Linked DNA regions of Anas platyrhynchos: region 2 is linked to region 1. A link is a contact called in public Hi-C data. All regions are on one chromosome and are shown on one strand. Each heading gives the region's core, a stretch centred on a gene start, on an enhancer-like site or on the middle of the called end of the contact. The rest is flanking DNA. Distances are from core to core; before and after follow the strand shown.

Region 1 (3,943 bases), core at 635-3,134:
AATAGGAAATCAAAGCTTAAAGGGACAGAAGCTTAGGGAGGTTTCTTGTCTGTATAATTCCTGGGTCTCACTTTTCAAGAGGATCTTGTTTACATGTTCCAGGTTTTAAGGAAAGGCATATTTATTTCTCAGCAAGATCAACCGATGGGCTAAATACAGTGATTTCTAGTTTATTCTTTGGAAAAAGCTGATGCCACGTTATCAGATAGAGCTCTTTGCTGAAGTATTCAAGTAGGATCAGCAATTTTTTTGATTTTTTTGGTTTTTATTCTGTGTAATCTTTCTGAAAATCAGTCGTTGTAAGTCTCTCGTAATACTTTTTTCACTTTGAGCTTGTAGTTTTAATTAGACTTTGGTTAAGAACGTTTTTTTCCTTATCCTACCTACTGAGTTTTAGGCTCTTCTCTAAACAGCATATTTTCTTGGACAGGTTCTTTCTATAAATGAAGAAGGACTGAGGCGATGTGAAGAGAACACAAAAGTATTTGGCAGACCAATAAGGTAAAATACATCAATTAGATCTCTTCAGGGATTACCAGGTCACAGTGGTGGGAGGGTAGGGGGTGGACAGGACAAAACATCGTGCAATATCACCCTGTTGAGGCCAGTTTATTAAATAGACCAAGCAAAGGGTAGGCTCTGTGTCTCACATACATATATAAGCACAGTTAGAGTTAACTGAGACCTACTCCAATTACCACTTGAGTGAATTGGCATGGTCAGGCCTGAGGGAAACACAATACTTGCTCCAGCAGTCATGCCCATAATGGTGCTATATGGAATATTCTGCTTCTGCACGCTGTTGGAAGTCTGCAAAGCAATGCAGCCCACTCCCCATCTCTAATTCTGGGGAATTTTATAGCCAGATGTTGGTACAGGCTGCCAGTAAGGTCAGGCTGTGATAATATCACAGTGTAACCTTTCCAGTAGTTTCAGGTATTGTTTTCATGTCACTTTTTGATCCATGGTCCATACCAAGGATCATTACTCTCAATTCTTGTTTGCATTCTTCTGTCAGCCACGATTCATTATATGCAGTTATTCAACTATTGATCAAGGTAAGGTTGTGAGGCTCCAGTGAAACCTGCAATTTAGTTTTCCACATGCTTGCATGACTTCATGTAAAGTTGAGCCAAAAATGGCTTGCTATCCCATCTTTAAGTCATTTTAGGGGTCACTTAGGAGAGCAGTAACTGAAAAGTGGATTTAAGGGTGTGGAATGAATGCAGGACTTGGCTCTGAAATGAAACTGTGTTTCTTGAACTCTTTTCAATTTCTGACTCCCTCCCTTAATCTGTAAAGGTTCAGGGATGCATGGTATGTCTGCTTATCTTTTCTTGCTAAAGAACTTGCTGTGCTAGCTCCCAGTGAGAAATAGAATCCAAGAGGTAGGTTTCATGTGTATGACTGTGGACTTGTGCTGTCTACTGAATCTTCATTTCTAGAAGCAGTCCTGAAGGACTACATATTAAACATTTAAAGTGAAACGAAGAAGTGCTTGCTGTTTCATAGGAATCTTGTGCATCATTTTGTGGATACTGTCTGGTGCAGCACAGCTGTAAATCTTGAGTCCATGCCCAGGGTGAGATGGAGCTTAGAAAATAACTAGAGCATATGCTGAATCTCGATATTTAGTTTTAAGAACACATCTGTTCCTATGGAAAAAGCTGCCCATCCTGAGATCTGATAACAGAATTAGCTTTGAGTTGTAATAGCACTCTTACTGTACTGTCTTAGTAGGAAATCAACACCCGGAATGTTAGATTATGTTGTAGCAGCACAGCCACTTAGTTGATTTCCCAGTAAAAGCAATGGTTTAACATCTGGGCTGACTGTTGACAACACTGTGTTTTGGCTTTGTGTTAGCCTTTGCCTGGAGTTTGAAATGTCTGGGGAGATGTGCACGATGTGCAGAGTGATCATTGCACATACTCTGTAAGCATGCTTGGCATGCTGTACAACATTTCCATCCTAAGAATTTATAACTCCAGTGTGAACAGTTAGTACAAAACACGGAGCTAAAATATGGGAAATAAATCATACGGTGGAGTCCACACATTTCAAAAACACTGGACATGTGCATAAGACAGGAGAATTTTGATGCCACTAAGATTTATTTTTTTTCCCTTTTCATCTCTCTGAAACTTAGCTCTTGGACCTGTCTAGTAGATCTAGAAGGCTTGAACATGCGGCATTTATGGCGACCTGGCGTCAAAGCATTGCTGAGAATCATTGAGGTGGTTGAAGCTAATTACCCTGAGACTTTGGGTCGCCTTCTTATCCTGAGAGCGCCTCGAGTATTTCCAGTTCTTTGGACACTGGTATGTTTGTAATTTAAGGTCTCTCACAGTTCTCTCAGTACACTGCTACACATTTGTAGTTTGTAAAAGCACTTCAGAAATCAGACTTTATTAGCAGGAAATGTTAACGTTTGGATATGTATCTTTTGTGGGATTCCTGGAATGGATTTAAAAACCCTACCTAAGAACTTGCTTATATAGTAAATTAATTTAGCTTCTTCATAATGTGAATTTTGCATAACAAGGATGGTAGCGCTTCATACAAACTGATCCTTCAAAATTTACTCAAGAAAAATTTGGGAACCTGATCTATTCTGTGTTTTTTGTTGTTGTTTTTTTCTTTATTTATAGGTTAGTCCATTCATTGATGACAACACTAGAAAGAAATTCCTTATTTATGCTGGAAATGACTACCAGGGTCCTGGGGGACTGCTGGATTACATTGATAAAGAAATTATCCCTGATTTCCTTGGTGGAGAGTGCATGGTATGAATTTAAATTACTGCATATAGCAACTTATTTGTGAATTTTATTTTTTTTTCCCTCATTCCTCTGAACAAAGAAGCCTAGAAGCACAGAGTGATACCTAGAAAAGACTGGAATGCAGTCTTTTCTCTACTATGTTTAATTTTGGGGGGAGCTATGATGTAGGATTCCAGAGTTAGCATTTTCTTCTGGATGCACTTTCAAAGGAGAAATACAGTACTACTTTTACAGCAATTCTCAAATAACTAGCAAAATAGCTAGGCACAGTTAAAATGCACAGTGTCCGTTACCTGTCAGGTTAAAGTACCTATGGTAGTACAGCAGTGAGCAAGAAGAGGATTGTGTTCCTTGATGCATTAAGAAGATTGTGGAGCAGACCTTGTGCATGACCCAGGTTGAAAAGCTTGGCGTACAGTGTTTTCAGCAATCTCAGGGTGGCAGGAGGTTTTAGGCAGATTAAAGAATATAAATTGCTGTCTAAAAACCCCTGTACTAACCAAGGATGACTATTAAATATGCTACAAGTTTCCCAAATATTTTAAATCTTTGCCTTCATTTTTAAAGTATCTCCAATAATCCATAAACCAATGTAACTTTTAAACTCTTCAGTTTTGATGCTTGTATTCTTGTTCTGTTGCTATTGGTTCTGGTCAGAATTCAAAGGGAAGTCTTTGAAGGGGAGAACTGAATTATGAGCTTACAGCCACAGCGGGTGACTAAACCATTGTGTTATCACAGTTCCCAAGCTTAGCATTTGTTGCATGATACATAGGTGCCTGGAGCTGTGCGTGGTTCTGTTGTTTGCATCTTTCTGAAGGCATAAGATGCAGTATTAGATCCATCTTTCATTGCCTCTTTTTCATGGCAGTGAGATGAAAGGTTAGTTGTATCCATTATGCCAGACTGTACGATTTTATGGTCTGCCCCCACCCTGATTTGAAATGCTCTGGACATTCAGAAGCATCAGTGTTAAATTATCTTCACCAGTCTGATAGACCAGCAAGATCTGTTGTCACCATCAGTGACCATGTGATACCAGTGATTCAGCATGTCAGAATGACAGTGCTTGTCCGTGTAAGAGCTGTTTAATCTTATTCTCACTTAACTATGCATCTATAGTGGCCTTAACTGTCCCAGAAAAGTTGATGGTCAAAAAA
Region 2 (3,943 bases), core at 449-2,948, 35 kb before region 1:
TCTTAACGAAGCTTTTCAGGTTATACGGCTATTTGGTTAAATGAAATAGAGGTGGTTAATAAGATTTCCCAGACTGTAAAGGGAGAAGCATTATGAACAAAGAGGAATCTGAGTGGGCGTACATTCCTCGCCCTGCTATACTGGTAGGATTATATCTCAGGCCTTCGGAGCAGGAAAAGGATGTTGCAGGCGTAATGGCAGGGAATATCAATCAGGTACCTAAATCTAATTATGAAGTTACTAGATTAACTAGCTAACTGGTTATATGAATGTGACTGGCTAAGTGCCACGAGAGAAACCAGATTTAGACACGATTTCTCAACACGTTAAAGAACTACTTGTAAGGACTAGTTTCGGATCAGACAACAGGCCTTTCCTGACTAACTTTAAGACACATGCTTTGTGTAAGAAAGTACTGTAGCTGATTCACTACTTAATAGCTACCACAAATTCAGCCTTCCTAGAGAAATAATTGCACCAAAAGGACAGGATAATGACACTAAATTTTAGTGGCCAGATTTATTTTTTGAGGCAAGCAGGTAATAATAAAACATATTCAGGGCGAAAGCATCGCCTTGGTGGAGTCATAGAAGGGAACAGAACAGTTTGCCCCTAATTTTCAAGTCCTTATTTTAACAGCTTGTAACACACTGGTACAGGACAAAACACGGCTGTATTTCCTGCTTTCAGTACATCATGTTATGGCCGTGTCAGACACGGATTAAGACAGCGGAGCTTGTCGTTTAGACACGTGGAGCTGCGAGGCATCCTGAGCTGGGTGATGGCTGCCTGGGGACAGCAGAGCGAGGCAGGTGGCGGCTCAGGCGTGTTGGAGGCCTGGTTCTGTGCTCCCACTGCGCTGGCAGGGCTGTGCTCTGTGTGCCTCCAGGTCCCAGGACGGCTTCTACTCCTCCTCAGGCAAAGAACCCAAACAGGGCTGCTGTTATCTCTACTAAAATGGTACAGTGCTTGCCCTGAGAAAATACCTAGAAGACGCTAGGCTTCAGTCCTTTGCCATTTCAAGTCCCAGGAGGGGCTTTGAGAGTTTCTCACCCTGCTGCTAGTCCTTCATCATTTCAAGCCCCTGGACAGGCTTTCCAGACCGCTTCTCACCCCTCTTTCAGCCCTGCCAGGTTTTGGGGGCAGTTTCTCTCCCTTCTTGGAGCCCTTCACCACTTCAAGCCTCAGGCAGGCTTTTGGGTCAGTTTTTTCCCCACTTGTTCCCCCCGTCAGGTCACCCCACAGTGCCTGGTGACCCCAGCGGTGCTGCCCCACGCCCTGTCCCATTACCCTGTCCCCTCACACCCAGCACAGCTCCCGGTGTCCCCCCGCCCTGCCTCACCCCGAACCTCTCCCCTCCCTCCTGAGGCACTCTGCCCCACTTCGAAGCCCTGAGGAGCCGCAGATAACGATAAGGAGCTCGGCAGAGCCACAGCCGTGCCTTTGTGAGGGACGTTATTAAACATTATCAGCTGAAGCCTCACACAGAGGGGGCAGAACTGAAGGGTTTAACACCGAGCTTGGGCTGAGGGACGCTTAGTGAGGAAAAGGGGGGGGGGGCGACCACAGCCCCTCAGCGACCACGCTCCCCTCACACACTGCGCATGCGCAAACGGCCGCGCGGGGAGACAGCGCCCGCCTCCCTCCTCCTCCTCCTCCTCCTCCCCCCTCCCATCGTGAGGCCGGGCGCGCATGCGCAGTGCTCCCTCCCCCCCCCGCCCCGTCACCAGTAACAACAGGCGGCGGCGCCCCCGCCCCTCCCCCGCCGGAACCGGCGGCGGCGCTGCCCCGCGCCGGCATGAGGAGGGCAGAGCGCGGCGGGCGGCGAGGCGGTAAGGCGGCCCTCGGCGCGGTCCCGCGGTCCCCCCCGGTCCCCTCAGCCTCCTCAGACACCTCTAATACCCCCCCGGCCACCTCCAGTCCTCCCTCAGCCTCCCCCCGGTCCCCTCAGCCGCTACCCGTCCCTCACAGCCACCTTCCGTCCGCCTCCTTCCCCCGGTCCCCTCAGTCCCCTTCTGTCCCTTCAGCCCCGGTCCCCCTCAGCCCCTCTCACCCCCCCATTCTCCCTCAGCCACCTCCCGACCCCCTCTGTGCCCCCTCAGCCCCCGTCCCCCTCAACCACCTCCCGCCCACCTCAGCCCCACGCCCAGCTCCCTTCCCTCAGCCCCCCCCCAGCTCCCCCTCAGCCCCCTCTGTCCCCCCTCAGCCCCTCTCCCCGTTCCCTTCCCTCTCTCCTCCACCCCCTCCAGCCCCCCTTCAGTCCCCTCAGCCCCCCCTTGTCGTCCCCCAGCACCCTCCAGGCCGTTACCGGGGGCAGCCCCGAGCCCCCCCCCGGGCACCTCAGCCCGCTGCAGGTGCTGGGCTCTTTGTTTGCTCGAGGCTTTGGCAGGGTGCTGGGCTTTGCTGCTGCTTCGGGGGGGTTGGAAGATGGGGTCAGCCGCGGGGAAATTCCTTAAATTTCCTGGGAGTCCGGGGTTTGGTGGGTTTCCGAGGAGCTGCGGTGCCGGCGCTCAGCGCTCCGAGTTGGTAACTCCTTCCAGAAGTGCTGTAGGTAATGTGAGAACGCGCTCGAAAAATAAAAAAAGGATAAAAAAAAGAAGAAAGCAAAATTAACTTATTGTAATAAAGCCATTTCTCGCTAAAATTAGGCTGGCTAGCAGCCAGAGTTCTCATCTACAAGCGCGGCTGCCAGTATTCTTCAATAAATGTAATTGCCTTCAAGAAAGTTTGGGTCAAACACTTTGCTGGGGTAAGCAGATATAACGCTGCTGGAGTAGCTCCTGTTCGGTTCGCTGGTGAATTTCTTTCTGATGATGTTGGAATATCTGTAGTTGCTCTAAGGTTTGCTTCCTCCCCAGCTATTTCTTAAGCCTCTCTCTTAAAAAATCCTGGTTATTTTGATTTGGAAGTGATGTAGGAATGCATGGTCTTAGTTTGCTGTAATATTTTTTTTATTATTTCTGAAAGTGAGGGCTTTTAAAGTTTGGAGTATTTTAAAACTTTTTTTTTTTTAAACTAATCCCAATTCAGAATGAGCCATAAGCAGCCCAGTTACTGTGCTGGGGAGCCAGGCAAAGCTTCTCTGCCTTTGGCTTGTATGTGCTAATGTTTGGTTCTCAGCAGCAGTGCAGGAAGTCTCACCACCCAGATGAATAGTCGTCAAGTCTGTTGAAGGCTTGTTACTAAAACTGGACTGAAAATGTGCTAATTTCAAGTCTTTTTTTGGAAGAAATTATAACGAGTCATTTCCGACAAAAATACACATAGCTTTTCAGAGACCCGTTGTTTCATTTAAAAAAAAAAAAAAGGTCTTCATGGAGTTGCGGATAGAACTGCAAGCATGATATCATACTCAAAATATTTGTCTGAGGATTAAAACTAGCTTCTTATGTTTGATGAATGATTTTTAAACATTTTTTTTTTTCAGGTTTGAGTTGACCATAGTAACCACAACAATGGTGCAGAAGTACCAGTCTCCCGTGCGGGTGTATAAACACCCTTTTGAGTTGATTATGGCTGTGAGTATTAAGTTTTGCTATCATTTTCTTACTCAACAGTTCTTTGTGTTGCTAAGTACTAACTGGGCACTGTTTGCTAGGTGCTGTGAAACACACAAGTGTGAGATGGTGTTCCAAGTACAGGAGATGTGTTTTGATGGTTTCTTCTTTCCCTGGTGTATTTTTTACCTAATGTGTTCTCTTTTCCCTGACACTTTACATACAATTCATAGACAGATTTGTTTTAAACTTACAGCCAAAGTGGGTTTGAAGCGTACTTCCCTGTTGGTAATTGGGAGCAATTGAATCTGGCCTGGGAGAAAGCATGAAGTACGTTGATTAAAGGATGGTTGGGGTTGCATCTTCCACAGTATGGAGTGGAAAAGAGTAGAGAACACAGAGAATATCATGAAAGCAAGATAAGCGAACAGAAGAGGAAAAAGCAT

The links. A called contact is a pair of places that touch in the nucleus more often than the background predicts.
Region 2: a Hi-C map of subcutaneous adipose tissue shows a contact between it and region 1, with 2.5 times the contacts expected there. The contact joins the promoter of SEC14L1 here to the enhancer-like site in region 1. A contact is called at or near these places in 6 of 8 Hi-C or Micro-C datasets (F1 follicle, liver, skeletal muscle and 2 more).

Annotation. Positions count from the first base shown.
Region 1 is chr19:8,137,227-8,141,169 of IASCAAS_PekinDuck_T2T, reverse strand. It overlaps SEC14L1 (SEC14 like lipid binding 1), which reads left to right. Exons shown (of 16, transcript XM_038165281.2): 10 at 431-501; 11 at 2,150-2,321; 12 at 2,652-2,786. Among named protein-coding and RNA genes, the nearest start is that of SEC14L1, 35 kb to the left of the region's middle. Within about 2 kb of position 1,884, at least 1 of the 8 cell types and tissues checked has an H3K27ac peak or open chromatin away from gene starts, as enhancers often do. A contact at or near this core is called in subcutaneous adipose tissue, where this site is marked.
Region 2 is chr19:8,172,310-8,176,252 of IASCAAS_PekinDuck_T2T, reverse strand. It overlaps SEC14L1 (SEC14 like lipid binding 1), which reads left to right and starts at 1,698. Exons shown (of 16, transcript XM_038165281.2): 1 at 1,698-1,832; 2 at 3,428-3,518. The coding sequence starts at 3,456.